4 separate regions of the Mus musculus genome follow, and all the other regions are linked to region 4. A link is a contact called in public promoter capture Hi-C data. All regions are on one chromosome and are shown on one strand. The core of a region is the stretch at or near the end of the contact, and the rest is flanking DNA. Distances in the headings are between cores, read along the strand shown. Region 1 holds the start of Fam160b1 (family with sequence similarity 160, member B1). Region 2 holds the start of Add3 (adducin 3 (gamma)). Region 3 holds the start of Xpnpep1 (X-prolyl aminopeptidase (aminopeptidase P) 1, soluble). Region 4 holds the start of Acsl5 (acyl-CoA synthetase long-chain family member 5).

Region 1 (3,100 bases), core at 210-2,709, 2.1 Mb before region 4:
GTTTCATCCATATAATTTATTCATAGTTATCTTTTAGTTATCATTATATCAAGCAATGTTGAACTTTAAAAGTTTGATGACTCTTTATAGTCTGAAGTATAATACAAAATATCAATATAAGTGTTGTTAAAAGTTTTAAAAATTATTTTACCAATGCTGTTGCACACTGACTCCATATTAAGCAAGAAAAGTAGAATTGGCATCTTAGAGTGCAGTTCTCTACCCCATGTGTCAACACTGCTCCTCAGGCAACCCCATTTCTTTCTTGTTTGATGTGCCACCAAGCGAAACCCAAATTCCACGAAGTATGTAAAAAGCAATTGTGTTAAAATTTTGTCTCCATATCTGAAACTCACAACTCTAATTTTCTTAGCTGACCCTAAAAACCACCGTGGTATTTTGTCATCTTTTTACTTTTCTTTAGAAAGTCATGTGAATTTGAAAGTGCTACTATTAGGCCATTCTCAATATGCAAAGAAAATGCCATTAAAAAAAAAAAAACACAGTAACTTTCTTCACATAGGATGATACTCAGTCCAAAATTAGCTAGTAAAATAAAGCAAAGGGTCGCGTTTAGCACCGACAAGAAAAGCATTCTCTTCCTAGGTTTTTGGGTGCTGTACGTTTGGCGGTTTGAGTTCTGTCCCCCCGGTGCTGTTTAGGACCAGGCTCACAGTACAGCGGTTGCAGGCTGCGCCAAGAGCCTCCAGGAAGCGCATTACAGACAAGAAAAGGGAAACAGATGGTGTGAGCTGGGCGATCGCGGACCCGCAAACTCCCGCAGATCGATCACCGAGGTCCGGCCGAGGTGGGCCGCTGGGCCCGAGCTGGCAGAGCCGGTACCGGTGTGGACCGGGCCCCAGGGTCCCCGCCGCTCCTCTCTCACCCGTACCAAAGCAAAAGCAAGCCCTGCCCACCAGCACCGCCGTTCTTTTGTCTTGCGCGGCGCTGGCCACGTAGCCCCGGAGGTTAACGGCCAGGAGGCCTCGGGAGCCGCCCGGTCCCCGGCTGGAGAGCAGAGGCCCCGGGGGTGCCCAGGCCTCGCCGCAGCCTCCCTCCCCGCGCCTCGCAGCCCCCCGCACCCCAATCGGACTCACCGCCTCCACGGCATGCTGCAGGATGGACGTAAGCTTGGAGAACATCCTGTCCCGGGACTGCAGCAGCTTCTCCCGGGACGACCTGGAGAGCTCCTCGATGCGCCGCCGCCGCCCCTGCTGCGGCTGCCCGGGCCGCTCCAGAGTGAAGGCCGGTGCGGGCGGGCCCGGGCGGGGAGCGGAGGGCGGAGGCCGGGCGGGAGGCGCGGCGGCTCTGATCGGAGGACGCGGGGCCGCGGCGGGCGGCTCCGAGGTCGTTCGGCTGCAATCGGGGCACCGCGGAGCTCAGCGGCGGCGACGCGGACACGGTGGCAGGAGCTCGGGCTCTTCCGGCTGCCGTGCCCGCCGCGGCCTGCAGGGGACGCTGATGCGGCCCGGGGAAGCCCAGGTCTCCGCTGCCGGCGTCGCTGGACGCGGGGCGGGGCGCGCAGAGGCCAGGGCGGGGAGGGCGGGGCCAGCAGGGAGGGCGGGGCCGACTTGAGGGCGGGGCCGATGGGGAGAGCAGGGCGGGCGGGGTCGGCGGGGCGCTGAAAGGCTGAGGCCAGGAGGGAGGGCGGGCCTGGCGTGGCGCACCCGGCGGTGCTGGCACTCGTCTCTCGGTGACCAGAGAGCAGTGTGAGGATTTGGCAGCGACGTGTTGACGCTGCGCTTGCGTACCATACGTAGGGCAAGACTGGAAGGCCGCTGGGAAAATACCAGCATCCCGAACGCAAAAAACGGACAGCGGGTCCACGTGCTAGGGATTCGACCGCATCCAATGCAGGTGGGAAGATCCCGCTAGACTAAAATAGCTTATCCTTATCAAAACCCGGAAATGCCAAATGGACACGTGGGATGAGGGTTCGGTTAAATAACGCAGGATGGTGGCCTACAAGGTTTCAGTGTGTTTCTGGAAAAGGAAATAATATTCAGGATGCCTAACACCGATGAGTGAAGCCTCAAGTTAATGAGCCCTGGGCTGGAGGCTTCCTAAAACACTATGCAAATGTGTATTAAACAAGGCGTAGAGGAAACACTGACCATTTTAAGATGGTTGATGCAACTTCTGAAAATCTGAAGAACTTTGTTTCAAGCTGGTATTAGCATTTCACGAAAAGGATCGGGGAGTTCTGCATTAGGGTGAAGTAGATTTCTCATTAACATGGATGAAAAATACCTATTGATAGTATAATTCGTTGAGCAGAGGGCAGAAGAGGGCGCCGCAACTCTGAGCAGGGTTGAGAAGCCTGTTTGGATCCAGCTCTGCCATTCTGGGCCGTGAGGTTACCAATGTAGCAGTGAAGAAAGCCGGGGATCACAGGCTCTCCTCCTTGTTATAACATTAGTAACAACACAAGAGGAGAGGAAACCAAGAGAGAAGGTAAGGGGAGACTCGAGTCTTTCTCATGCTTTGGTTGTTTGCTTCTGCTATGCTCAAAAGCAGGTAAGCATAGCCTTGCTTTCTGTAAACTAAAACGCTGGCAACATCCTCTGTTATTTGTTGGACATTGAGCTGTGTTCCTTGCCACGTTCAAGGTCCTTGTTCCTGCTCCATCCTAGAGCACACAATGTTTGTTGTTATTATTCATACTACTTATGAGGTTTGGTCAGTTTATCAACCATAATAATTTTCCTGGCTAATTACATGGCAGTTTGTATTTTCACAATGTCCTGCAGCCACAACTTGTGTAGGGAGTGATGTTTAGGCGGGCTACAAGTTGTGTGTGATGGATATTTAACTTTGCATACTTATTATAAGCACAATAAAATATATGTTTGGCTATGGGTTAATATCAATACTCAATGATTTATCTGCCTGGTCCCTAATTTCTAAGACGCACAAGTTAGCTAGAACTGTAACTGAGCCAGTAGGTAGATTTCCTACTCCCGTTCCGAATGCTGGGAGAGGCACTAATGTAAAGCCAGTAGGTAGATTTCCTACTCCCGTTCCGAATGCTGGAGGAGGCACTAATGTATAGCCAGTAGATAGATTTCCTACTCCCGTTCCGAATGCTGGAGGAGGCACT
Region 2 (2,924 bases), core at 49-2,548, 2.1 Mb after region 4:
TTCTATAATTTTATAAATCACTGTAAAGAACTCACACATGTTTATGTAGCTCATCCCAAGCCCCAGAGTCTTATCAATTCCTTCCTGAGCCTGGCTCCTAATCCTCACTCAAAGCCTCTTGGCTGAGCTAAATCCCACACCACTCTAGCAAAGTCAATTCCAAGAGCACATGTGCCAAGGATATTTAGTGGTTTTCCTTACACTCCCACTTTAAACGGGCATCTACTTGCAATTAAATCTCTGCAACAAAAAAAGTTCACCTGAGGCCATTCTTGTCATTTTAATAGAGGCCTGGTTTAATAGTGGCCTTGCCTCAGCTATTACATACCTCCAAAGAGGTTGGAAGTGCCCCAAACACCAGCAAACCAAATCTGCTGCCAACTGGGCTGTCACCCCGCAAGGAAGAATAAAGTATCAGGAATGCTTGAAAGGTTATAGTGTGTGTGTGTGTGTGTGTGTGTGTGTGTGTGTGTGTGCGCGCGCGCGCGCGTGCTCGTGCGCACTTTTAGTGTGTGTGTGCTGGGGAGGGTCACACTGATTAGATAAAGTGGTTGAACAATTTCAACTTGTGACTGAAGTTTCTTAAGCCACGAGGGGGTAAAAAAAAAAGAAGAAGAAAAAAGAAAACAACAAATCAACACGGTCTTCTTCCACCTTCTCCAAGCGCGGGAACCTCCCACCGTCCCCGCGAGCACCTTCGGGGTCAGCAAGGCTCCCCGCAGAACAGGATTTTGCAATCCCACGCCCTCGCTGGGGGAAGCCGGGGACGCCCGGGTGAGTCCCGGCCCACTCTGCGGCGCCGCACCCCGACTCCTCGCCCCCAGGTCTGCACTCCTCGGCCCCGTGGGGCTCGCGTTCCCGCCCCGAGCACGGTTCACCTGAGGCCGCGCGGCCAGCCAGTCCGAAGCCCCCTCGGCGTGGGAAGCGCGGCGGGACCCCGGGCCCTCCGCTCCCGCAGGATTACCTCGCAGCGCAGCCGGCTTTGTGCCCACTCCTTCGCCACCGCCGGGCTGCAGCGGCCGCCCGGTCCGCCGCAGCCGCCTCTTAACGTCGCTCGCTCGGTTCCCGAGGAGAGGGCCGGGAAGGGAGGGGGCGTGGAGACGCAGGACCTGGACGCCGAGCCCTCGGCAGCGGGAAGTGGCGACACCTGGTCGCCGACGCGTCTAGCTCTCGCTGCTTCAAAACATCATTTAAAGCCCTTTCCTCTCCCTCCAGCCCCTCGCCCGCACGACCGTTACCGGCGGGCGCCTCGCGCTCTGGCGGGACCAGCCGAACTCCCCACGAACGCCCTCTGGCCCGCCCCTTGGGCTCCGCCTCCACAGGGTCCAGGACTCCGCCCCCTACAGGCTTAGTCTCGCTTAGCACCCCGAAGGCCCCGCCCCACAGGCCTGAACGCCTTGGCCCCGCCTACCACAGGCCACGCCTCAGGGCTCTTGATTCCGCCCTCTACAGGCTTGACCCTTCTAGTACCCCAGCTTCAAGGCCCCGCCCCATGGCCCGAGAGCTCTAGCCCCGCCTCTTATAGGCCACGCCCCAGCAGCCTTCACTCCGCCCAGTACGGGCTGGGCCCTCGTAGCTCAAAAGCGTGCCCCTGGTTCCGCCCTTCGCCAGCCCAGCGTTTTTGCTCCGCTCCTAATAGGCCACGCCCCCAACAGGCTCTCGCAGGTCCAGGCCCCGCCTCTGCTGCCCCTTGAGATCTCTGGCCCCGCCCCTCGAGGCCCCCCTTCGAGCTGCAAGCTCCGTATCCGTGCAGCTGCGGCAGTGGGGGCCTACGTGCTCCGCAGGCGGAGGGCCTGTTGCAGGGCGCCTGCCTGGCGCCTCTGCAAGGTCTTCCTCCCTCAGTGCAGCTCCGATCCGCTGCCGGAGAAGGAAACGACCCCGAGAGAAACCCGATTGAGAGTGGGAGGGTGACGCCACGGAAACATCTACCTCCCCAGTCCTAACGTGCTTCCCCCACCCAGTGAATCTCAGCTGAGCCGTAGCTTTCAGATTGAGCTTCTGTGGCCCACTGAGGCCGCTGGGTTTTTGGGGGGAGAGGCCACAATAGTTGGACTTCAGCTCGGCTCCCACAGGAGGGGGCCTCGATTTTCTCTTCAGCATATTTGCGTTTGGGGGAGCCTCCCGCCTTCACTCACTCCCACAGAGGGACGGGGCAAGGGCCTTTATATTCATTTGGACCAGCCCAAACTCTGCACTCCTACTTTGGCTAATTGCCTCTTAAACCTTCTGAGAGCTGACCTCTTGGGAGATGAAAAGTCTAGGCTCCGCCAGCAGCCTTCAAAATCTGTCTAAAGCCAGGCAAACTTTGCAACACTCATTTGCAGAGTCGGGGATCCCTCCACAGGTGACACTGGGCTGCCCACCCCCGCCTCCCAGACGGGTTTCTCACCCCAACCTATTCTCGAAATAGACCTCCAGGCACACGCTCGCTGCTCTCCTCTGCCACCCACGACTTGCACACCACTCCGGCACACATGCCCTCTCCACTGCACGAATTCACCCTCAAGCACACTCCTCCCAACACCATTCTAGTGATTCATGGTCCCTGGGGTTAACCCCACCCTAACACACACAGCAAACTTCATTTCCCCACCCTTATCTCCCGTCCTTTCCAAGGCACTGGCGACAGGCCACTTCATTTCCTTCCTCATCTGCAGGCTCTCTTCCCCCTCAAATACTTCGCGCCAGCCTCCTCATCTTCATCCCCTTTCCCAAAAAAAAATGTGCTAATTAAAATGTAGTTTCCTCTTCCCACATACGAAGTGTGGCAAATGAATAGCGTTCTTGGCAAACGCTGCAATTCATTTATCCTCCTTTTCTCTCTCCACTGGACTAAAGCTATAGAAATTTTAGTCTGCCACTATCACCCATTTGCTTTTTTTCTAAAAAGGAGAGAGAGACCATGTCTTCTTATTTTTAAACAC
Region 3 (3,082 bases), core at 44-2,543, 2.2 Mb after region 4:
AGACTATCCTCAGAAGATGAACTCCGGTGAACAACAGTAGAAGCTGTGGGAAAGGGGCCCGGATGGGTCCAAGCGGTTTACAGCTTTAAGCAGGTTTCATCGAGGAGGTGACACTTGACGGGACTGTGAGTGTCAAAGATAGGGAAGGCCAGCTTAGGTGGAGTGAGGTGACCTGTGAGCTGTGATTAAGAAGAGTCACTCCAAATGAAATGGGGACTGCTTAGTTTCTTTTCCCGTCGTTGTGATAAAACATTCTGGCGAAAGGAATTTGAGGGGTAAAGGACTTCTTCGGCTTCCAGTTTCCGTTCATCTAGTCAGGGAGCCAGGCCTTACATCGGTAGTCAAGAGGCGAGAGTAATATATTCATGCTCGTCTTCAGCTCATTTCCATTGATTTTATACAGTCTAGAATCCTCTACCTAGGGAGTGGTTCTGCCCGTCTTAAATAACACAAGACAACCCTCCAGCCAGGCCCAGGGGCTTTTTCTCCCAGGCGATTCTAGAATGGTCAAGTGGACACCTCAGGGTAGGTTCGGTCTGGCTTCTATGCAGGCGTCACACAGGTGAGGTGGAAGTGATGCACCCCAGATAGGTGACGTGATGGAAGTGGGTGGGGCTACGGATCTACTTTGAAGCCAGGACCAAGCGGATCTTGGGCAGATGGGGCATGGACCGGGGAATAAGGCAGATATTACGTCAAGATTTTTGCCCTTAAAACATGGAATAGCCACCGACTGAGATGAAAAAGCCCTACGTGAAGAATGTTTTTGTTTGTACATAGGGTTAGGAGCTAGGTTTGGACGCTTTAACGCCCGATCGTTAGCCCAAGTGAGCAGTAAGTTTTGAAGCTGTTGGGAATAATCATTTGGAAGACATCTCTAAGGTCTCAGCAAGTTATATCCTGATCCAGTCAGTGTCTCCAGGACCCTAAAATAGGTTCTTGCAGAGCTGGCCACGACTCTCTCGTCTTAGCTGACCTAAAAGCTGGAACAAACCGGAGAAGCATGCAGCTTCCTTAGCTGGCAAAACGCCTGTCCTTCCTCTTAAATGGAGAGGAAGATCAGTGACGACTGACCGGCGCCTCTCCCAATTGGTTGCACAGAACACCACACCCTCTCCAAGCAACAGCCCAAAGGTTTTGGAATTCTGACACTCGGCCACGCCCACTCCGGTGAACGGGCGGGGTTTACAGCGGGGCGGAGCCTCTGCGTGAGCACGCCACAGAGGGGAGGAGTGGCCTGCCCGGTGCGCGCGCCTGGCCGTGGGTGATCAGCTGGTCTGCGCTCCCCTGACGTGGGCTGGGGCACGTCACCGCCGAATGGCAGCCTCCAGAAAGCCGCCGCGAGTAAGGTGAGGGGACTGTGCCGGCTGACCGGCATCCGGCGCCCGGCGCGCGAGCTGCACCCCCGGGAGGGTAGGGACGAGAGGGCGAGCAGCGACGGGCCCGCGGCCGTCCGGGGATGGCCTTGGCTAGCGGGGGTTGCCCCAGCGGGAACCGGGGAACGATCTGTGCAGCCCGGCAGGACTCAGCTCGCTTCCGGCGGGGCCCCCGGGCACCTCCGGGCGGCCGGAGCCGGTCCAGGGACCAGTGTGACCGAGGAACTGCCTCGCTGGTCCCGGGAAAGCGGTGATCCTTACCACCCCCGACCCTGAGGGGAGGCCCTGCTGTTGCAGGAAGTTGGTCCCTCTTGGATCCACCCCGGGTACCCAGAAGTGATTGTGCCCCTGCCCTTTTCCTTCCTCCACGGCGGCGATCTAAAGTTACAACCCTGATCATTCTGATGACTGCATTTTACCTCTTGATTCAAACTCCCAACAGAGACAGGCAGCCGTTGTGCCCTCCCCACCCAAATGGTCTCAGGGGCTGTATCAGGAAACAGATAGGCATAGCCTTCCGGAAAATCCTCCTGGAGCCTGCTCTGGGTTCTTCTTGGACACAGGAAGTGAGAAGACACTTCCCAGACTCATGTTGAACATGCTTTAGTGTATCCCTTCTGCACCCGAACCAGGCACACTTGGTTATTTAAAGTGGGAGATGCTAAGAACATAAAACCAGAATTAAAACTCTGAGGGGATGCACAGGGGCGTACCCATCCTCTCAGACCAGTTGAGTCTTGAAAGAACACATGAGGCACCGCAGCCCGACTTGTGAAATTCCGACCATATTATGCCTGTTTCTGTGAGTGGACAGATCTCAAGCCTACCTTGACCCAGACCTGGTCTTGTCACAGCGTGTTAAGTGTGACCAAGAAGTTTATATATGCACGATGGTGGGTGGTGTGGGTAATTGTCCATGTGGTTAGACCTTCCTGGACGTCTTCTGCTGGAAATAAAGTCAGGCAATTGGATAATGATGTAATGTCAAAGGTTCGGAGGCAGCTTGAGGACCACACCACAGTCGTTGCTGGATCCTGGATCCGTAGTCACAGTATTGGGGGTGGTCAGTGAACGTCAGATGGTAGGCTGAGAGGGAGGGTGCCTTCCGGAAGTGGTAGAATTTCAGTGCCATCCAGTGTACAGATGAGGACCCCTTTCAGTTTAGAAGGTCAAACTGAACTCCTTGAAGGAGGCAAATGGAGGCTGGTGGCTGTTAGTGAAGCCAAAGATAGTCGAACCAATCCTGGCACCAGACTTGTCTTCCCCGTCTCACTTCTAGCTCCAGTTGTGTTCAGCTCTCGCTTGGGCAGACTTTTTCCTTCCCGCAGGTGGTGAGAGTTCTAGGCTGACAGTCACTAGAAACAGCCTTATGGTGCGGCTGGAGCAGAGGTCTTAGATCTCCTTCTCACTGAACTCACTTGATGGTTCATGCTATCTGAACTGGTCGTTAGGACCAGAGGGGTGTATTTACCAAGCTTGCATCCATGATGCGCATGGGTTCATGTGATAACAGCAGGTGATAGGTACTTACACCAAACCCTTGGACCGAAATGGGTATGGGGATTGTCATTGTCAGAGCAAAGTGGTGGTTGTCACGTCAAGAGCGGTGGGTTCTGGGTAGTGGAGGACATCTTTGCCTACTTCCCCACCCTAAGAACCCGTCCCATTTATCTCATTTCACTGAATACCATTTAGCACTTGGTTCT
Region 4 (2,958 bases), core at 166-2,665:
CTGCCTCTTACAAGGCACCAATCAACTGTAAGTAGGAAGTTTAGATTCAACCCTGCCATTCAGACTAGACTGTCAAAGGGGAGGGGGAGGGGCGATACCACTAGGAGGTATCAAAGCCCAGCTCCTGCAGCCCCTTTTCAAGGCTCCCAAAACCCTTTAAGAGCATCTTAGGTCTAACCAGTGTTTATAGCTCTGAAAAGAGACCCAGCTTCATTCGGCCTGTATCTCCATCTCTTTGGACTGATTCCTTAGCTCTTACCATCAGAGGGAGTCAAAACTCAGTGAAAATCAGGGTTAACCCCCCACCCCCACCCCCCAGCCCACCCCAGGGAGCTATGCCGCCACGTGCTCGGGTCTGCCAAAAGGTCTCTGCTTGTATTCCACCCCTTAAGAGAAAGTCCCTCCCTGTGTCCTCTTCCTCCTTCCCCTCATCCCTCCTGATGCAGAGGAGCCCTCCACTCCCAGGCAGAGAGAGCATGGCGCGCACACGTGGAGGCACAGCAAGCTTTGAATTCCAAGCAGCTTCCTGAAGTGGGCAGGGAGGAGGGATTTGGGATGCCTCTGTCACGCGTGCAGGAGCCCCGTCCTAGGATCACACCCGGCTCCAGATCCCTTACCCTGGGAAGGGCCGCACGCACGCCTTGGAGCTTCCGAGTGAGGCTTTCTGGCTCCGGCTTCTTGCTGGCAGGAGAGCCTCGGTCCTCCCTTCCTCACCCCGGGCTTCTCCGCGGGCAGGGTGACTTCAGAGCGTCCATGCAGGCAGGCAGGCAGGCAGCCTGGCTAGTGGCCCCACTTCTGCCCTGCCCTGATCTGTCCCAGCCAGGCCATAGCCGGGCTTTCTGACATGCTGGTGCTGGGGACTTCACTTCCTGGTTTGGCTTTTTTTTCCCTCCTCCTTCACAACTGAAAGTGGAACCGCTTTTGACTAGGAGGAGACAGATATCCAAAGCTACCCTAGCCGGTTTTCAAAGCCTTTAACCTCAATCCCCAGGGGCTGAAACACGAGCCACCTTTGCATCAACACAGTCCACCTGCTCCCGCTGGTCCCACTAGCTCTTCTCCAAGATGAAAATCCAAATGAAAACGAGTTGAGGTGGCCCTGGGTTCATTGCCAGAGAAACGGAGGTGACGTTGTTCCCCGCTGCGTTCGCAGGACAGGAAAGTCCAGCTAGAGGGACCTCCGCCCTTAGGTTAGATGCAGCACGACTGTCTCTTTCTCTGTGTAGCTCCTTTCGCCAGTCCCCAGACCTCCCTGATTCAAAAAGCCAGGCACCTCTGCACCTCGCAGAGACAACAGAATAGATAAATAAGCCAGGAACCACGGGGGCAGAGAGCCATTCAGTTGAAGTGGCTCCCTTTCCGCAGACACACCAGCTCAGCTCCGGCTCTCACCCCGCCAAGTTTAAGGATGAAATGTGTTCTGTGACCCCTCTTACACCTCAGCATTATCCGGGTTCACAGTTGTCTTAATCGATCACCCTTTGAGGTTCTGGTCTCCCAGGGACACAAGGAGACCTCGGTCTCAGAATTGGAAGAGAGATGACAGGTTCTGCCCCCTCCCTCTCCCCCACTCCCGCTGCAACCTCACGACACGCAGAATCAAGTAGCATTTTCCCGGCCTTGATCCCTCCAAGGATTGACAGGAAGTTCAAGGTGAAGACTTCACTAGAGTGCTAGCCTACCTTAGGATTCCTTCTTTGTGCAGAGAGCACCCCATACCCACCCACCCCTGCTATAAAGACCAGGAAAAACAAACCGGTGCCACACCTCAGAGACCTGCAGGTCTGACCCCTTGGGAAGGACGGATAGAGGTGCCTCTAGCTTTTGTTTAATTTTGGAGCTCAGCTTCCCAGGAGACTTTTCTCCCCCCCCCCCCCGGCGTCCCCCCCCCCCCCAGGAAAACCTCAGGTGGGAAAGTGCATGCCAAGCCTCAGATGTCTATCTAGGATATCTATCTCTGGTTTCTAAGTCCTGTTTTATCCCATCTCCCATAGCAGGAGCACACCAACTAGTCTAATTGTTGTTTTTGACGTCATGGATCTCTAGAATTAAGTGTCCGTTTCAGCAAGGGCTGGGTCATTCTAAGATCTTGTTGTCTTGTCTTTCCATCCAGTTCCACCGCATGGTAATGACACTCTAAATGTTTCCCACATGGGGAGGATTCTGACATCGCCCAAGATTTCTATACGATGGAGCAGACCGTAGAGACAGACTAGGTCAACTATAGCTCTACCACTAGCTATACTAGTGGGTTAGGCATACTACTCCCCTTATAGGAGATGCTCCTAATGTCACCACATACCCTGCCTTTAGGATGCTTTCCAGACCCTAAGAGTGTCACAACCCGGAAGTCCTTCCTCCCTCCGGAGACATCAACAATTGTTAAGTGGCTCCTCTTAAGAATTTCTGAATGGAAGATGAAAGAAACCTGCATCCTTGCTCCAACTTTACCCTTTACAAAAGGCTTTATACCCTCACATTCTCTTCCAATTCTTTTGATTTTTTTTTCCTCTTCTAAGAGTCAAGTGGCTCAAATGTTTTCCTTTCAAATTGACATCTTTCTTTGCCTCCCACACAAGTGAGCTGAGAGATTATCACCCCTGTTATGAAAGAGCTTTAGTCAGGTTACAGATGAATACACACTCACTTTCTCCCCCGCCATATCTATCTACTCCCTCTAGCCCATAGGCCAGAGAAGGCAGCTTACCTCTTGAGAATGGTCACAGCAGCTAGGTTGAGGAATGGCTTCTCTTGCAGCTAGCTCTCTCTGTTCAGCACCACATGAAGCTGCCTCTGCCTTTCCACGCTCCAGGACGAGGCGCACCTGAAGCCACCGGATCTTGCTCTGAGTGTCCTGCCAGCTGCTCTGGAACCTTTGGACCTGTTTCGATAGAGGTGCAAAGGTAGAAGTTACCTGCTCACTCAGAGTCACCTCTGACAGAAGTGGAGAATTTGGCA

Evidence for each region. Promoter capture Hi-C pulls out the DNA fragments that hold promoters and counts their contacts. Capture Hi-C pulls out chosen DNA fragments and counts their contacts.
Region 1: a promoter capture Hi-C map of liver shows a contact between it and region 4, with 2.3 times the contacts expected there. The contact joins the promoter of Fam160b1 here to the promoter of Acsl5 in region 4. A contact is called at or near these places in 1 of 39 promoter capture datasets (liver), 1 of 484 Hi-C or Micro-C datasets (B cells), 1 of 115 datasets of contacts at active chromatin or transcription factors (hepatocytes) and 2 of 9 other capture datasets (adipose tissue and liver).
Region 2: a promoter capture Hi-C map of pre-B cells shows a contact between it and region 4. The contact joins the promoter of Add3 here to the promoter of Acsl5 in region 4. A contact is called at or near these places in 5 of 39 promoter capture datasets (the 3T3-L1 cell line, the C10 cell line, embryonic stem cells and 2 more).
Region 3: a contact with region 4 is called in a promoter capture Hi-C map of liver, with 4 times the contacts expected there. The contact joins the promoter of Xpnpep1 here to the promoter of Acsl5 in region 4. A contact is called at or near these places in 1 of 39 promoter capture datasets (pre-B cells) and 2 of 9 other capture datasets (adipose tissue and liver).

Annotation. Positions count from the first base shown.
Region 1 is chr19:57,359,368-57,362,467 of GRCm38.p6, reverse strand. Fam160b1 (family with sequence similarity 160, member B1) reads right to left here and starts at 1,459. Exons shown (of 17, transcript NM_145505.4): 1 at 1,098-1,459. The coding sequence starts at 1,142. B230217O12Rik (RIKEN cDNA B230217O12 gene) reads left to right here and starts at 1,569. Exons shown (of 3, transcript NR_040316.1): 1 at 1,569-2,454.
Region 2 is chr19:53,141,130-53,144,053 of GRCm38.p6, reverse strand. It overlaps Add3 (adducin 3 (gamma)), which reads right to left and starts at 1,298. Exons shown (of 15, transcript NM_001277100.1): 1 at 965-1,298.
Region 3 is chr19:53,036,781-53,039,862 of GRCm38.p6, reverse strand. It overlaps Xpnpep1 (X-prolyl aminopeptidase (aminopeptidase P) 1, soluble), which reads left to right and starts at 1,293. Exons shown (of 20, transcript NM_001374834.1): 1 at 1,293-1,349.
Region 4 is chr19:55,251,826-55,254,783 of GRCm38.p6, reverse strand. It overlaps Acsl5 (acyl-CoA synthetase long-chain family member 5), which reads right to left and starts at 1,415. Exons shown (of 22, transcript NM_027976.2): 1 at 618-1,415.